2 separate regions of the Zea mays genome follow, and region 1 is linked to region 2. A link is a contact called in public Hi-C data. All regions are on one chromosome and are shown on one strand. The core of a region is the stretch at or near the end of the contact, and the rest is flanking DNA. Distances in the headings are between cores, read along the strand shown.

Evidence for each region. A called contact is a pair of places that touch in the nucleus more often than the background predicts.
Region 1: a contact with region 2 is called in a Hi-C map of tassel, with 4 times the contacts expected there. The contact joins the promoter of LOC103654816 here to the promoter of LOC100280000 in region 2. A contact is called at or near these places in 8 of 25 Hi-C or Micro-C datasets (ear, endosperm, leaf and 2 more).

The regions. Positions count from the first base shown.
Region 1 is chr4:239,883,106-239,885,999 of Zm-B73-REFERENCE-NAM-5.0, reverse strand. LOC103654816 (ABC transporter G family member 39) reads left to right here and starts at 1,276. Exons shown (of 23, transcript XM_008681639.3): 1 at 1,276-1,951; 2 at 2,062-2,182; 3 at 2,292-2,380; 4 at 2,459-2,543; 5 at 2,668-2,827. The coding sequence starts at 1,617. It overlaps LOC103654815 (a long non-coding RNA gene), which reads right to left and starts at 2,813. Exons shown (of 3, transcript XR_566350.3): 1 at 2,689-2,813; 2 at 2,440-2,587; 3 at 2,056-2,345. It also overlaps a transcript of LOC100276452 not described here.
Region 2 is chr4:239,711,034-239,713,859 of Zm-B73-REFERENCE-NAM-5.0, reverse strand. LOC100280000 reads left to right here and starts at 1,534. Exons shown (of 14, transcript NM_001152948.2): 1 at 1,534-1,708; 2 at 1,829-1,954. The coding sequence starts at 1,856.

The DNA.
Region 1 (2,894 bases), core at 27-2,526, 170 kb before region 2:
TTATTAGCCGGCCTGACTATTGCTGATACGGTATGATCTGCCCTAATATCAGAGCTGTTCAGTTAGGCAGGTTTGACTTGAGAAACGTTCGTGTTCTGTTTGTCAATCACATATATCATGCTGGCTTGTTGATGCCTGAGCTTGACGCCGTCAATGATAAACCCGAAGGTAGTTGCCGAGCCTGAAGAGGCAAATACAGTCAAAAGAGTACAAAACCTTTTGTCTGGACAAGTTGGCGCTATTGTGACTGTAATTTAGAAGCGCCCGCCGCTCCACCGCCCGTATCCCCGGCCGCCGAACCGTCACGCGGGGCTCGCCACACCGGATGACCCGATTCATTTGGTTCAAATGTTTTTTCATAATTTATTAGAATTCTAAATTATTTTTAGTTTAAAAATAAAAAAATAGAGTCAAATTCTAATCTGATTCTTACATTTATCACGGTCATCATATGACCCCTTCCCCTCTCACTCTCTCAACAAATGGTGTGCAAGCTTCCACTCAAAGGATTAGTTTGAAAACCACAAAACTAAAGAGAATTAAAAGGCTAAATTTTCTTTCTTATTTAATTAGCCACTCAAATTCATTTCAGTATTTTAGCTTCTAAACAGTGCTGCTCTACTCTGCTGCGCTGTACGCCTGTACCGAACCGGTCAGACCTGGAAGAGAGGAGACTCCACGTAAAGCAGAGCAGGCCATCTCTGACCTGTAGCTGCCGCCTGCCACAATTGTCGGCGCAAGCCCATCTTGACCGCTTCTCACTCGGACGCTCCTGACGTAGGTCTGTGCTATCTTGACTTAGGGCCAATAGTAAAGTTAGCTGCCTAGCTATTAACTAGTAGTTGATTTTTAGCTAGATTAAACCTGCTAATAAACTAAAGAATAATTGAGAGTACAATTAATAGTTAGCTAAACTATTAGCTAATGATGTTCGGATGTCTCTATCTAGAAACTAATAGCCGCACCATTAACTGTGTTGTCTAGATGTCTTCGGTTAATTTTAGTAGCTTTAGTACATGTAAACAGGACCTTACTTGACCCACGAGTGGAATTGGTTGTGAAAGGATCAAACGCGGGTGGGTGATTAACGTTAGTTACCCTACACACTTTCTTTATCCTGGACGTGACGGCGACGGTTCGTCCCGACCGGTGGTGGAGCAAGCAACGCCAAGTGGGCCGGTCAAGCCGCACACAGCGGAGCCCGTTCAACCGGTCAAACTATTTACGCTGGACTCAAGTGACGATAAAACTAGTAGTACAACGGCCGAGTTTCCCGCGAATCAAGTGACCGACGCGCCCGCCACCTCCCCCACGCACTAATCACCTTCCCCGACGAGCATTAGCACGCGCAGGTATTTATACCTCGTCGCCACCTCCTCCTCATTCATCAGACACTACGAACATCTCTCCCTCTCCCTTCCTCTTCTTCACGGAGAGCAGCAAGCTACACGCCTAGAGCTACAGGCCTACAGCAAAAAGACAAAGAACACAGAGTCAAGCACTCAAGCTCAAGCAGGGAGAAGTGTTCGTCAGGAAAGACAAAAAAACGGAGGGGGTTTGCATCGCCGGCGGGAAAGAAAAAAAAAACCGAACCGAGGCCCTGAGGGCGCGCGAGGATGGACTTAGTGCAGATGGGGAGCATCGCCGGCGGGAGCATGCGGCGGACGGCGTCGTCGTGGCGGGCGTCCGGGCGGAGCGACGCGTTCGGCCGGTCCGTGCGGGAGGAGGACGACGAGGAGGCGCTGCGCTGGGCGGCCATCGAGAAGCTGCCCACCTACGACCGCATGCGCAAGGGCATCCTCACGGGGAACGCGGCCGGCGCCGGCGTCGAGGAGGTGGACATCCAGGGGCTCGGCATGCAGGAGCGCAAGAACCTCATCGAGCGCCTCGTGCGCACCGCCGAGGAGGACAACGAGCGCTTCCTGCTCAAGCTCCGCGACCGCATGGAGCTGTGAGTAAAAGAAAGAAAAAAAAAGTTCAGCTCTTATTTGAATCCCCTTGGTCACCACCGGTGAGGTGAAGAGAAATTCTGAAAGCGATTGTAAATTGACCTGCCTGCAGGGTTGGGATCGATAATCCGACGATAGAGGTGCGTTTTGAGAACCTGAACATCGACGCCGAGGCCTACGTCGGCAACCGAGGTGTCCCCACGATGACCAACTTCTTCTCCAACAAAGTCATGGTATGCATGTGCATCTCCTCTGCAGCAGCGGGCACCTCCATGCTTCTTAGGCAGCCACGGAGAAGAAATTCCTTCGGCTACTAACTCTTGTGAGCTGCTACCATCATAGGATGTACTAAGTGCTATGCACATCGTCTCTAGCGGGAAGAGGCCTGTCTCCATCCTTCACGATATCAGTGGGGTCATAAGACCCGGCAGGTAAGAAGCCAAAGAATTTTAAAGTGCAAGGTTTTCAGTTTTTCTGTAGTTGTACTTACTAACTGGCACTTCTTTCAGAATGTCCTTGCTGCTTGGCCCTCCTGGATCCGGGAAAACAAGTCTACTTCTGGCTTTGTCAGGGAAACTTGACTCCAATCTGAAGGTATCACATCTTGCGATAATTTCTTGATTGTGAACTTCTGAATTCTAGGGAAAAAGGGTATATATTGGGAGAAAGTTAGCTGTAAACTGTACTGAATAGGTGAACTTGCAATGGTAATTTTCAGGTGTCAGGAAGAGTAACTTACAATGGTCATGACATGGATGAATTTGTCCCTCAGAGGACATCGGCGTACATCGGGCAGCACGATGTTCACGTCGGCGAAATGACGGTCCGGGAAACACTTGCCTTCTCCGCAAGATGTCAAGGAGTCGGAACACGTTATGGTATGTAAAGACAGACATTGGAAAGGAACACAGATAATTATTCACCTTCGGTGAAGTGAACCTGATG
Region 2 (2,826 bases), core at 285-2,784:
ATTGTAACACCTCCTGAGCATTCAAAGCTACATAAGCGTCGCATTCGACCGATTTGAGTTATAGATACTTAAAGTAACTTGTGTTCTTGAGTGGTTGCAAGTTCTTATGCTCTTGATTTGTGTTTCATTCTCATCCCCAACCCTATTCTTTCACATGTAAAGCTAACAAGAGACACCGAAGTGTGTGGTGATCTTTGCGGGGACTTGGTGTCCTTTAAGATTGAGAAGGACACTCGATCCATCTTGGTAACCGTTCGAGAGAGGAAAATGGTTGAAAGAAACCTGTTCTTAGTGGACTCATCAATGGGGACGTAGGTTCTTCGGAGCCGAACATCGGGAAACAAATCACCCGTGCTCTTTGTGTTCGATCTTCATTTACGATTTGCTTCTTCCTCTCCCCTCTTTTTTGTTCTCTTGTTTGTGCTTGATTCCATATCAATTTGAATTGCTCCCAAGTAATTCTGCATTCCAACTCTAACCAAGAAGAACACCTCTCTCTTAATTCGTTCATTCTTATTCTTGTTCTAACGCTAACCCGGGGTTGAAGTTTGTGTTTTAAGTTATAAATTTCATGTTTCGCCTATTCACCCCCTCTAGACAACTTTCACATTGCTTGCACTTCTTATTGTATATTTGGTTTAAGTGTTTGTGAAGTGCATATATTTATCGGATTAAGACATTAATCCGTTGCTACCGATCAAATCAAGTAAGTTGAGTTCAATAGAGTTAATTTTTTTTTATCTTGGCTTATTCAACCCTCTCTAAGCGACATCAAGGTCTCCAAAGGTACTTTCAACTACGCGCTTCGTGCGTGACACAAAATAGTAGAAGATCGTGCTTTAAATGCTTTAAAGGAGTATAGAGATTATCCTTCCTTGATTCGCTTCCTGTCGGTTAGGCGAGATGTAGGAGGCGGAGACTCATGCTTTAAAGGTGCTTTAAAGGAGTATAGAGATACAAATAATATAGGTAAAAAAGTCTAAAAACCAATAGGTAACCGATCACACCATCATCTCCCCTACGGTCTTGTTCGGTATAGAAATGAATTAAATCCTATTCTATACAATTTTGACTATTCTATACAATTTTGACTAGATGGTTTTAATCTCTTTTAATCCTTTTCAATTCAAATGTAACCGAATAAACTCTACATATACGTATATGGTTACAGCTCATATGCATGGCTGCACTGCACAACCTAGCCACTAATTAAAAAGCCCAACATACTGGTCGCGTTTCCTGTAACGTAGGGCGTGTTCGGCTGGCTACAAGCCGACACTGTTGCAGCTGTTTGGACTGCTGCAGCTGCAATCCATAGAGAGAAAAATACTGTAGAAGCCGCAGCCGCAGCCGGATTGCAGCCGCAGCAAGCCGCAGCGAACAAGCTGGTAATCACCACCTGTCGTCGATTTAGCACTCGTCAGAAATCATTAGCCAGCTAGCTGTCTAGACACCGCCTTCCCCGCGACCGGCTGCACCCGGTCACTTCTTCTCCCCACGCAGTCACCTCCCCGCAAACCCCACGAGGAAAAAGTTTCTTTTTTTCTCTGTTAAACACGCGCATCGAAGCAAGCCAGCAGCAACAAAAGAGACGAGCCTTTTCGCTCGCCGCTACCACCACCTCGTTGTCTCGCCTCCGCCTCGGCCTCAGCACGCGCGCGGGATCTCGCGCTCGCTCGCGCACCGAGGAGCGCGCACCCACCCGCAGGTGAGGCCGGGTTCGATTGGGTTGAGGTGATTCGGAGGCGGATCTGGCTGGGCTTGCCGGATCTCGGACCATTTCGGCTGGGTTTTGGTGTGATTTTGCTTGCTCTGCTGTGAGTTCCAGGGTTCGGGGCGGGGTGATCCGGTGGTGATGGCGAGCCGGATCAAGGAGGACGAGAGGCACGAGAAGATCATCCGCGGCCTGCTGAAGCTGCCCGCCAACAAGCGCTGCATCAACTGCAATAATTTGGTGAGTATGTTGTTGAATGTGGACAGGTTTGTTGGTCACGGAGCTAGCGGGCAGGTAGGAGCTGTTTTTAGCTTGCTTGGCTTCATCCGCCACAATGCTCTGCTGCCACGAATGACACACACATGGCATATTGGGAAGAAGCTGCAGAACTAGGTGTTGTATTGCGTGGGTTTAGACTTTAAGGTCAATTGCAGTCCAGTGGAATGGAATGTAGCCTTGATGCAAGCAGTTGGAATTCACTCTGTCATTATGGTAGTCAGCCATTATTGTTTTACTGTGATTTTATATATAGTTGCTAATTGTTGCTACTGCTTGCAAGAGAGGCAACTTTTATGATTCTCAGTCTCACTTCCAGCACTTTTCTGGACCTAACTAACAGGAACCTAAGCTGTTAATTAGGAAAGTTGTATACTGGTTTTCTCAGAGGCGCTGGCTAGTGATGCCGCCAAATATTGAAGTTGTTATGGTTAGGTAACAAAATATGGATGTTTCACCTTGTTGTGGGCATCACTCCTATAAATGAATAGCCACGTAGAAATATCAGAAAATGTATTTAAGAAAGTTCATCGTCTCGTCGATTAAGTCAAATAGCATATCAGTTCGTTTTTATATATAATTTGTCACATTTGTAGAGGATGTGGCACATGGATGAAGCTAAAGAACAAACTGATATGTGAGCAAAAGATCTCAAAACACCTGCTATTCATGAACTGCATTTGATTTCTTAAGAGCCTACCAATTACACCTAGTTAGGACTACCCTACTGCTCTTTTCCTTCTTTTTCCTTTCCTGTCTGGGGCTAAGTCATCTTGTGTGGTGAGGTCCACGCCTCACGTCAGGCACTGCACTTTATGAAGCTTGAGGTAACCCTA